Linked DNA regions of Zea mays: region 2 is linked to region 1. A link is a contact called in public Hi-C data. All regions are on one chromosome and are shown on one strand. The core of a region is the stretch at or near the end of the contact, and the rest is flanking DNA. Distances in the headings are between cores, read along the strand shown.

Region 1 (6,272 bases), core at 2,230-4,729:
ACTCAATCCATCCAGCAACTCGTACAATTTGGAAAAGCACACTGATCACTGTTCCAACTGTGGATCTAATTGCCCTATTGGTTGCCCCTATACATGGTAACAGCTCAGACTTAACATAATGCTGGGATGAAGATTGCATGGAAATGTAAGTCGTTCGCAGATTGTTTTTCAGTAATAGACCAGCTGCCTGTCTAACTTCAATAGATTTCCCCTGGTACAAACAAAAAAGTAACTCGACGTCAGATATGCCGAAGAAAAAATAGCTGGACCTACAAGCATAGTAATATCGAAAGAGAATTTTGCTCCATAACAAGTTTGATAATTTATGAACTACAAGCATGGCTACCTATAAAAGGCATCCAACATCGAAAAGATTTTAGTACGAATAAGCGTGGAAAAGAACACAAGGGAAGCACACAATCCACAATTTTCATCACACATTCACTCCATGTTTAACATTAACTCCGCCTATGTTGCCTCAACATAGTAGGTCCCAAGCCCTGGTAAAGGGGAAGGTTGTGTTAGGCTTGGCAAGCCAACGTTAAACCTAGCCATTCTATGGAGATGAAACCCAAAAGAAAACTCTTGGGTCGTAACCCCCTTAGCAACACGCCATATCAGAACTCGAGGATGGTGTTAAATGGGCAAGGGTTGGGTCAGCACTCTCTTGGTGACGCGTCGTGTCGCGATCTCGGCACCGTGTCAAATGAGCAAGGATCGGGTCGCTGCTTCCTTAGTGTCACGTTACATCAGTGTCTAGGTGTAGAGAAAAATGTGCAAGGGTCTTCGCACCACCGATGGGTGCGAAGGGTAAGGAAGCTAGTCGAAACAATTAGGATTTGTTTAGGTACTTAGAATGTAGGGTCGCTTACATGTAAGTTAAGGGAGTTAGTTAAGACAGCGACTCAAAGGCATATAAATATCTTATGTGTCCAAGAGACTAAATGGAAGGGTCAGAAGGCGAAGGAGGTGGACAATACCAGCTTCAAGCTTTGGCACACTGGGGCAGCTGCAAATAGAAATGGAGTAGAAGTTTTGGTCGATAAGTGTCTCAAGAACGGTGTGGTGTAGGAGTTAAGAGCAACTCCAACAGCTTAGGTAAACTAAATAGATTAGCTAAAAAAGAAAAGTACGGTTAAATCGCATCCAACAGACTAGCTTTCTACCGTTCCTCTCCATCATGCTCGGTATCTCATCCCCTTCGCTCGTCATCTTTGCCGAGGGCGTAGGACTCGCCATCTCCATCCCTCGTGCCCTCCCGGTCGTGGCAGTTTGTTGTTCCCGCGCTTCAGCCCTCTTCCGCGCCCTTGCCGCAGCAGCTTGCCCGTGCTTCCTCCCGCTCCGTCCCTTCACCTCCGCGGCTTGCCTAGGCTTCCTCGCCCTTTCACGGTCGCCACCGCAACCAAGCAGCGCCGCCACCTTCCGCCCTCGCCCTTGTCTCGCCATGTTCAGATCTCTCCGTCACCCCGAGGCACTATGTACGTAGCACCAGGCGTCCAAGACGTCACGTCGTCGGTGTTGGCAACAAACGTGGTACAAGGTGATGTCCAAGGCGTCGTGTTGTCGCACTGCTGGGCACGAACGGAGTAACGCGTCGTCATCCAATGTGTCCCCTTGTCGCGGTCCTGGTAATGAAAGGAGTGAGCCTTCGTGTGCCTTTATGCAATCGGCCGTATGTGCACACCAGAGCTAGGAACGAAACGTACCTAGAAACTGCACGGGAGTCAAGAACCCAGCGCCGCCAACGAACGATCTCAACGCCTGTGACCCTGAAATATCTTGCGCCAAAAAGGGAACGGTACTGCGTTGGGTTGTTGACAGTTTCCGATCATCATCTAAAATTGGAGAGTTTGTTGGATCCATCTATCCATAGGAACTTATCTATCTTTTTAAACAGCCCTCAAAACTCTATATTTAGCTAGGATTTATACCTAGGCTGTTGGAGTTGCTCTAAGGAGATAGGATTACCTTAGTCAAGATTGTCGTGGATGATTTGGTCTTGAACGTAATTAGTGTGAATGCCCCCAAGTAGGCCACGATAAGAGTGCTAAGTGACTTTTCTAGGAAGCATAGATGGCATGGTTGGAGTTATACCTATTAAGTGAGAAGTTTTTCGTAGGAGGGACCTCAATGGGCATGTAGGTACAATAAGGCCATCTCCAGCAGGCCATATAAACGGTCGTGCAAAGCACTGTTTTGCACAATAGATTGCACTGTTTACAGAGTGAAGTTTGAGATAGGAAGTCTGCTGGAGATAGTCTAAGTGCAGGTTTTGAGGCGGTTTATGAAGCTTTTGGGTATGGTAGTAGGATCAGAATTCAGGAGGGAGAGGAAATCTTGGACTTATACAAGCTGGAGTTGCCACCACGCGCCTAGATTCATTGACATTTTCAACAGTGCAAAACAGTATTTTGCACAGTCCATCGGCACATATCTGCAGACCCTAAGGGTATGTACAACCCCATTTAATATGGAGTCTCTTAAGGGGTTTGATGAAAAAATACAAAAGACGACTGCATTTATGGTCTAGGTGCTCAAGGTTGTATCACAGAGTCTCTTAAGTGTCTCTTTTACTTAGACAGAACCATCGTCTCAGGGTTGTACATGCCCTAAGCCCTATTTGAACCTCAGACGCCACAACATGACTGTTTAAATTACCAGCGAATGAAGCTGAAATGCTACACGGGTAGGTATAGCCTTATGTCGGCACTGAAATTTTAGCTTGATTGCCAGAGCATCTTTTCCGCCTTTGTGTGCACACAAATAGCACGCATGACGTACGTTATTATTTTCCACGCTAAAACACCAGGATATCAATATCGATTTGGATTAGAAGTTAGCACGTGCGATATAAGCGCTAAAACTCCAATGGCGACCTAGGGGTTTATGGAGTCAAACAAGAAGCTTCGAAGTCTCTAGTATCATCGAAAAAAATCCTAGGTTTTGCTGACGGCGTGGCTATCGGAAGAAGCTAGCGAGCGATTGAGATGAAGCTGGCACTAGGAGGAAAGGACGGATCACCTCTCCGCGGGCCAGGATGAAGAGTAGGTAATTGTTGAAGTCGGGGAACTGGCTGTACTGCTGGAGCTGCTGCCAGATGCGGGCCTGGTCAGAGTTGGGTGAGATATGCGCCTCCAGGTGGGCGCAGATCTCGCGGAGCCCCTGCTCCTGCGGCTGCCACAACGCCGACGCCGCCATCGACGATTCCCGGGGGCGGAGCAAGGGCGGGCGATGGGGATGAGATAAAGATAAGATGAGCAGCGGCGGCGGCTGGGGGAGGAGAGGAGGTGGAGGAGGAAGGAATCGGCGGAGCTCAGGAAGTCCGAATCCAAACTAGTGAAAAGCGCAAGACTAATGATGTGCTTCTATGGCTATTGATATGATTTTTGCTTCTTCGCTCGGCAATTAGTTCAACTTCCTCACTCGGTCGACTTGTACGTAGCGGATTTTTCTTCTTTTGCAAAATACAAACTATACACATTACAGAAATTAAAGGGTATAGTATAAATATTTATTACAAAATTATATAAACCAGGTTACAACCAGGAATATGAGTCCGAAATAATATATATCTAAAGTCTTAAAACGCGCTCGCGTTTCGGCCTCTCTCCGCATTCCCGCGCCACAGTCCTCTCGCTTGCCGACACGTACACGCACCAGTGCACCACGCGGACGCTTCTCTATCACAGATGTGCAGTGTCACGCTCGCAGCCTGGTCGCGCTGCACGCTCGCCCGGTCGTCCCCACATGACAGTTGTCCGGCCTCTGGTCTCACCTCCGCACGGCATCTGGCCTCTGGAAACAGCTCCCCACGCACGCATCTGGCCTTCGCATCCGTCGCCGTCTCTCAGATCTCCGACGCAGCTCGCCTCCACATCCGTCCCCGTGTGTGGGCGTGGTCATGGCGACACGCGCCGACATCTCCGGGAGAGGCGCTGGCATCCGGTGGCCGGGGCCCACGCCTGTGCCTGCTCCAACGCGGTTGCAGCTCCTCCGCCTGCGTCTTCGTCGTCGTCGGTGCCTCACAGTCGCTGCCAGGTCCGTCCTCGCCGTTCCTCCGTCACAGTCGTCGTCCTTTCGTTGGGAGTCGTCGAATCGTTTAGTGTTCAGCGCTCGCCAGCCACAGATCCATTTACCGTCGTTCCTGTTTCCTGTTCGCAGTTCGACTTCCCCCAAATCCGTTTGCCACCGTACGTGCCTGTCCGTGTGCTTTGCCCTCGTCTCGTGTGTGTGTGTGTATATATATATATATATATATATATATATATATATATATATATTTCAACTCAGCGCACCGATTGGACCAGGCTGTCGATTGCACCACCCGCGCCCACGTCTGTGCACGCAAAAAAGGAATGCATGTATGAGTCAAACACGTCCTCTTGCATGCGCATAAATTTAGGAAAAATATGTGTGGCGGATTCTATTTTTAAATGATTTATTTCCTCCATAAATTTAGGATCGCTGCAACAGCCATACAACTAGACTCGTAAGGACCATTTTATGATATATACTGCTACTAAATATGCTACCATGTGTAGATAATTATGCAATTCAGTATACTGCGTAAAAATCTGTTACCAGCTGCATGCACATGAATTTACGATGAAAATAATGTGCAATGAAAGGAAATGAATTGCACGCATAGAAACAAAAAATCGTATTTAATGTTTTCTTTCCTTCATAAATATAGGATCCCTCCAACATCCATGCAGCTAAACACATTAGATCTAGTTTATGATATATATTGATATAAATTATACTATATGGTGTAGCTATTTATGCAATTCGTTACACTGCGTAAAAAATCTGGCATGTTGTTCACTGGTGGACGCATCTCCGGGTTGGAGCGTAATAACCTTAAGTTTTGAGCATAAAATCCTTCAATTATAAGCGTAAATACTGAGACAATGTGAGAGGTTGATAGTTCTAGTAGGTTGTTATTACGATCCTATTTTTATGGCAGATCCGAAAAACATGGCAGTCGCATGCATGTGGTTATACAGATCCAAAAATTATGGCAAAATGTATGCATGAGTCAAACACGTTCCCTTGCATGCGCGTAAATTTAGGAAAGATATGTGTGGCGGTTTCTATTTTAAATGTTTTATTTCCTCCATAAATTTAGGATCGCTGCAACAGCCATGCAGCTATACTCGTAATGACCATTTTATGATATATACTGATACAAAATATGCCACACTGTGTAGATAATTATGCAATTCGGTATTGTTGGGGACTTGTTCTCAAATGCTACAAGTTAAGAAGAAGGCAACACAGAAAATGTTAAATATTAAAGCCCTTCGTCCTTTGAAGCATTATTTCCCTTGAGAGATAATGATTTTCGGACGAAGGTCATGAAGGACATACATTCATCATTACGGCATATGATAGTGAAAATGTTAAACGCATGAAGTACGAAAGATATCATGAACATTTATATATCATTATTAACTCATTTCTATTTTATTAACATAGAATAGAAATGACATTAAATTACAAGTGTACCTTCGGCTTGAAAGAGATCAAAAGTACAAGTGTGACGCAAAAGCAAATGCCAAGTCAGCGTGAACAGTACGGGAGTATTGTTCACCTATTTATAGACACGGGTCGCAGCCTATGTAAAATTACATCCAGACCCTTTGCATTTGATAATAACTCTATAGTAATTTATCGGGGTCTAGATAGTCTTTTCCTCTTTAGGTCGGTTTCCTCTTTTCTGCCAACATGCCGAAGCTTCCTCGCACACAGCTTCGGCTCTGTTTCATCCTTCGTTCTCCTTGAGTTTCTTCATACAGTGATTTTGACATATCCGAAGGGTCCATGTCCGAAGGTACCTGTTCATGTATTACACTCCAGAAACATTGTCAAATCACGTTTTTGAGGACCTTCGGAAGCCGAAGGCCCCCAACAGTAGCCGCTCGCAATATTAATTTGTTAGGATAATAAATTCAGATTACGAAATGGACGAAGGCCCTAAGCCGAAGGTCCGAAAAAACACCTTCCTCTTGCTAGAATAGCAACAATCAATGGCAAGCGGAACCCTCCCACTTGCAATGCCCTGGGTGTATAAATATGTTACTACCGCGAGCTCATTTGGCACGCCTTCTTGTCATTTGCTTTGCCTGCTCAAACAGCTCTTTGCCCACAAACACTTGACCAGCTTTCTAGATTTTTAGCTTCGGCCCTAAGAGCACATTTTCAGCATTTTCGAAGGGATGTCTCAGGAAAAGAAAGTTGTTGCCGAAATGAAACTGAGCCTTTCTGAGGAG
Region 2 (6,272 bases), core at 1,925-4,424, 140 kb before region 1:
AGATGTCGCGCTTCTCCGGCCGGTGCTCGGCCTGCCCACTCCTGCCCGATATTTTGCCGAAGCTGCACAAGTTATCCTGCTTCCTCGTTGAGCCTGGCCTGCATCTCGCGGATTTGCTCGAGCTGTGCGTCCTGACCCCCCGCAGGGACTGGGACCACAGCTAGCTCTCGAAGGATGTCAACGCGAGGCGCAGGCCTAGGGGGATCACCGTCCTCCGGCATACCAAGATGGTTGCCTTCGTCGAGACCCCCTAGATCGACGTGGAAGCATTCGTGACTTGGGCCACAGTCCTCGTCGCCAAGGCTGTGGCTACTATCGGAGCAATCGGAGAGGCAGTAGTCACATGCGGTCATGAAGTCCCGCATGGCACTGGGGTTATCGAGCCCGGAGAAATCCCAACCAGAGTCGGGCTCGTCATCTTCCTCGGAACCCAGAGGCCCGTAGGTCGAGACAGCCGTCAGTCGGTCCCAGGTTGACCGCATATGATACCCCGGAGGGTTTGGATATGCCTTTATGAAAGCATCCACCGAAGCGGGGTCGCTTGGTGGGTCGCAGCTGAATCTAAAAGGCATGGGATGAGAAACAGACGGTACCTCTTGATCGACGGGTGGTGACGAAGTCGCGTCAGGGACGGACTGCACCGTTGTCTGAGGTACGAGGCTAACGCCCAGCAAGTCCTTCGCGAGCGTGCTGGCGTCGTCCGTCTGCTTGGGGTTGGCGTGTTGCGGGGAAACAACGCTCGTCTTCGTCTCAGACGCGAGGTCAACGCCCGACGTGTCCCCCGTTGGGGCGCCGACACCGTCGACTCGCTCGACAGCCGATGAGGTGCCGCCTCCTGCTTGGTCATGCTTGCCCCGCCTCCTTCTCCGTCGGCGGGGAAGGTGACGGGACAAACCCGGATGTTGCTCTTCCGCCACGTGGGGAAGACGTCGTCGATTCTGCCGCCGGCGGGCGGGCTGACGGCCGCAATTGTCGTTGTCGCGCAGCGGAGGAAGGAGTATCATGTCGTAGCTGCCGTCGAGGGACATGAACTCAAGACTCCCGAAACGGAGCACCGTCCCGGGTTGGAGTGGTTGCTGGAGACTACCCATCTAGAGCTTGACGGGAAGTTGTTCGTCAACACGCAGCATGCCCCTACCTGGCGCGCCAACTGTCGGCGTTTCGACCCCGGGGTCCCTGGACCGACGAGTAAATTGTCGCTGCGTGTCCCAGCCCAAATGGGTCGGCGCGAGACGGAACACAAAAGGGGGGAAAACAGTAAGGGGAAACCGTGGCCTTCGTGTTGTCCTGCGCCCAGGACGGATGCGCTTGCAGTAGGGGGTTACAAGCGTTCGCGTGGGAGAGAGAGAGAGCCTTGTGCGTCGGCCCGTTCTCCCGCGCGGCCAACCCCCTCGTACGAGAGCCCTGGACCTTCCTTTTATAGGCGTAAGGAGGGCCCAGGTGTACAATGGGGGTGTAGCAATGTGCTAACGTGTCTAGCAAAGGGGAGCCAAAGCCCTATGTACGTGCCGTCGTGGCTGTTGGAGAGGTTTTGGCGCCCTGTTCATGTGATGTCGTGGCCGTCGGAGGAGCGCTTGAGCCCCGTGGAAGTACAGCTGTCGGGGCTGTCGGATCCTTGCTGACGTCTCCTTGCTTCCGTAAGGGGCTGAGAGCCGCCGTCGTCATGGAGCACGCGGGGTGCCATCATTACTTGTTTACCGGGGCGAGCCAAATGGGACGCCGGTCTTGTTCCCCGTAGCCTGAGCTAGCTAGGGGTAGGGTAATGATGCCCCCCCTTGTGACGTGGTCGGTCCGAGCCCGAGGTCGGGCGAGGCGGAGACCGTCGTCCGGGGTCGAGGTTGAGTCCGAGCCCCGGGGGTCGGGCGAGGCGGAGACCGTCGTCCGAGGTCGAGGTTGAGTCCGAGCCCTGGGGTCGGGCGAGGCGGAGACCGCCTTCCGGAGTCGAGGTTGAGTCCGAGCCCTGGGGTCGGGCGAGGCGGAGTCCGTCTTCCGAGGTCGAGGTGGAGTCCGAGCCCTAGGGTCGGGCGAGGCAGAGACCGGCTTCCGGAGTCGAGGCTGAGTCCGAGCTTAGGGGTCAGGCGAGGCAGAGCTTCCTATGGTGCCTGAGGCCGGTCTTGACGGCTGTCAGCCTCACCCTGACGGGTGGCACAACAGTCGGAGCAGCGCAGGCGCCGCTGTTTTCCTGTCAGGTCAGCCAGTGGAGGGGCGAAGTGACTGCGGTCACTTCGGCCTTGTCGTCTGAGGAGCGCGCGTCAGTATAAGGTGTCAGGCGATTCTCGCATTGAATGCTCCTGCGATACGGTCGGTTGGCGTGGCGATCTGGCCAAGTTTGCTTCTCCGCGAAGCCTGCCCGAGCTGGGCCTCGGGCGAATCGAAGGTGCGTCCGTTGCTTGAGGGGATCCTCGGAGGAGACGTGAATCCTCCTGGGTCGGCTGCCTTTGCCCGAGGCTGGGCTCGGGTGAGGCGAAATCGTGTCCCTTGAGTGGACGAAGCCTTGACCTGAATCGCGCCCATCAGGCCTTTGCAGCTTTGTGCTGATGGGGTTTACCAGCTGAGATTATGAGTCTTGGGGGTACCCCTAATTATGGTCCCCGACAACCCAAAACACCGTTTTTGCATTGTTCTACACTGTATACTACATAGTTCACAGAGTAAAGTTTAAATACGAGTATGATGATGTGTAAGTTGTTGAAGATAGTCTTACATACAACGTGATACGGCAGGTACTCTAACTTGTCCTCAAGCGCGGGAACAATTGAAGAAGGTGCGGTGGTAGATGAAAAAAATGATATAATATATAATAGCTGATATAAGGTTGGTATGAGTAAACATGACTGCGGTAAATTATAGTATAGGGTAGAGAATTTTGTTGGTGTGGATTTTTTTTACTTTTAAGCACTAAATTAGAATAGTATGAGTGCACATGGCCTAAAGGATATATGTCCGTTTTTTAAAATTACTAAATTAGAATAGTAAGGGTGGATACAATTAGATCACTGCCACCCACTAGAGCAGCGACATACACCTATTTCTGTAATATTTTTAGGTTTGGGGTATCGATTTAAATTTTTGAATATTTTCAAATATAAAAATAAAAATGTACTTAGTAAACATAGCAGACAAAAAATGCAAGCTGAAGCTATAGAAGGGGTAGTCTTCTCCTTGTTTGATTTGATAAAAAAGGAAAAGTGCTAGACTTGGTTTTTTGGTGTTTGGTTTTGGAGGCAAAATGTTCAAACGAGCAAGAGATGCAGGATGCAGGTCTCCTTTGCGGCTTTTAGCTATCGGCTGGCTTGCTTGACCTCTTCTCGTCTTGTCCAGCTCCACCCTCCACTGCAGCAGCTTGCTTGCCTTTGCTCCACTCCCATACAGAGTCCAGACGCCCGCCCCGTCGCCGCCGGCACTCAGCTACCAAGCCGCCGTCCCGGACCCTCGATTTTCCTCGCCGGAGCGGAGCGCCCACCCCTCTTCGCTCGCCTCGGATCTCGCCCCCGATTTGCTCCGCCCGCTCATCCCCAACCACTATTCTCTCGTCTCGATCCAGCGCAGGCTACTCGAGATTCAGCTGCCGCCGCCCTCTGGATCCGGCCACACAATCCGCTTCCGCTCCCGCTGCCTCCCCGACCCGACCGCCCATCTCGCTCAGGTACATCTACTACCACTTGCCTTGGAATGGCTGGATCTCACATCCTTCTTCCCCGCGTCAGGCGTCACCGACCAAGCTTTAGCTTCTCACTCCGCTCTCCGCTTTTACTCTGCAGGCTCCCTCCTAGTCCCTACCCTAGCTGCTAGCTACCACTACCACTACCATGGCCGCCGGGAGAGGCCACGCGGAGGACATGCTGGGCTTCAAGGAGGACGACGCCATGCGCTTCATCTTCGGCGAAGACATCATGGGAATGGAGGACCACGGCGCCTTCGACAGATCCCTCATGGAGCTTCAGGTTTTCAAGGAGGTCTTCTGCGGGGCCGCCCATAACGTCGCCGCCACCACCCATCTGCCCACCGAGATGGACCTTGGATTCGTCCACACCAGCGCCGCCGCTGCCCACCTCAAGGCCACGGAGACCTCGCCCTCTCCATTTGTCTCCCATGCGCAGCAGCAGCAGCCTGCTGCCGCTGCCACTGCTGATCCACAGCTCACAATGGATCGTAGCCAGCCAAACTATGGACCTCGCCACGACCTTCACCCCCAGGTTCAGGAGCACGCGCACACTCGTGCGCAGCAAAACGGGACCGAGCTGGATGATGCTGCGTTCATGCACAGATTCATGGGTTCCTGGCAGCCTGGGGATAAGCACGCGATCCATCTGCTCGGCCTATCCGATGACCAACACCCATTCGTCGGCGCAGATTTGGATGTGCACGCGCAAGATATTGGAGCTGGGATGTGCAATGCTCCCGGGCTGGGCTGCAGCAGCAGCACTAGCGCGGTTGATGACCCCATGCCTTCCTTCATAGAAGCGCTAGCGGAGATTTCTGAATTCCAGAGTGCCACTCTCCTTCCAGATCCCTTTTTGCATCAGTGGTTCCAGGAGCAGCAGCAATTCCCTACCAATGCATGCTTCTCTTACGATCAAGGCCAGATGGATGACACCACTTATCCCCTATGTGCAAGTACAAAGGATTTCCCTGACAGAGAGCAGCATCTGTGTTACAGTGAAGAAGCTCATAGTACTCCAACAATACCTCATCAGTCCCATATTTGGTTCAGCCCTGGTCAGTTCACCCAGCTCGATGGCACCACCATTTGCCAGGAAGGCACGCCTGATGCGAATATTAGTTGCCCGGATGAAATTGATGTTCATGGATGCGGCAGCAGCGCGGTACACTTTGGCTCGGCAGCTGCTGTTTCCAAGAAGGCCTTGGGCAGGGATATTCCTGACCAGCTGGAAGCACATGCGCATCGCCTTTTCAAGGACGCTGGATGGACTATTAAGCCACGGAAAAGGAATGACAGGGCTAAGATGGCGTCCTACTTCACAGCTCCAAACAAGGAAGCGGTTCATACCTCACTAACCCAGGCTTGGAAGTTTTGTGGCAAAAAGTTATATGAAGCTTCCCCAGATACAGAAAGGGGAAGGTATCCAAAGGAGTGGTCAGATGTTGATTCGTTTTGGAAGGATCTCACAGATGCAATGACCTATGTTGATAGGATGCTTGCAAACCAGCAAAATGCACTCACGCTTCTCCAACGTTGGCAGATTTTGGATCCTTTTGTAGCTGTTGTGTTCATCAGTAGGAAAATCACTGCTCTGCAGCAATATAAAACTCTTAGAGCTGTCGACAGTTCAACCTTTGTTCTTGATGGCAGCTCAGACACATCATCGGTAAGTAAGATCATGCACAAAGCCAGTGAGCTTTTGACAAGCCGAATGATCCGGTTGACTCCACTGATCACAGACTCTGATTGCAGCACACTTGCAACTGAGAGCTACAACGGGCATCAATCTTTACAGAGCTGTCATGATGTAGAAGACAACAACTATAGGGATACGGACCCAAAGCTTTCCTGCAATGAGAGTCTGAATTACAATGCAAGTGACGAGACAAAACATCACATCGATGCAAGTAATGATGGAAGACAAACTTATGCTCAACCAAAAACTCTTAATAGCTCTGTAAAAATGTCAAGCAAGAAACCGAAAAGAATATTTGATATTAGTGCAGATGGACTGGACGAGACCAATGTAGCAACTATGGACATGGCTGACCCAGGAGACACTAATGCCTTTGAGGAACACATTATGTATTCAGGTGTTAGCACACTAAAAGACGATATGAAAGCTGAAACAAAATCAGAAAAGCTAGATAAAGATGATCAAAGCAGCAAGTGTGACATGCTCCTCTCTTCAGTGGTCAAGCAACTTAAGGATTACAGTACATTCTCAGATACCCATTGTACTACAAGGGAGTCACAGTCAGATGCCACAACATTCTGCCATGATGACAAGGTCTGGAAAAAGATAGTCCCATCCCATGGAGAATTTTATGAGGATTCACAGAGTGAGCCAACAGGAAATACTGCACCTGTTGAATTATCCCATGATGTTCTGGGAACTTATCTAATCTGTGACTCACAAATCTGCGAGAGAGGCACTGCCAAAATGAAAACGAAGGATTGGTTGAAGTACATGAAGAAAAGACCTCGCGAGTTGCGGATCAATGATGAGGACCTTTTGATGACAGCTATAGTGAAAAACAAGGACCTTGGCACCTGTCACAAATTTGCTTCAGGTTCTTCAGCCGCAAAGAAGTTTAAGAAGCTGAAG

The links. A called contact is a pair of places that touch in the nucleus more often than the background predicts.
Region 2: a Hi-C map of leaf shows a contact between it and region 1, with 5 times the contacts expected there. The contact joins the promoter of LOC103642225 here to the promoter of LOC100273670 in region 1. A contact is called at or near these places in 4 of 25 Hi-C or Micro-C datasets (ear, endosperm and leaf).

Annotation. Positions count from the first base shown.
Region 1 is chr10:151,630,415-151,636,686 of Zm-B73-REFERENCE-NAM-5.0, reverse strand. It overlaps LOC100273670 (transportin-1), which reads right to left and starts at 3,479. Exons shown (of 31, transcript XR_002265647.3): 1 at 3,022-3,479; 2 at 1-211.
Region 2 is chr10:151,769,371-151,775,642 of Zm-B73-REFERENCE-NAM-5.0, reverse strand. It overlaps LOC103642225 (Increased DNA methylation 1), which reads left to right and starts at 3,174. Exons shown (of 11, transcript XM_035963591.1): 1 at 3,174-3,646; 2 at 3,762-6,272. The coding sequence starts at 3,810.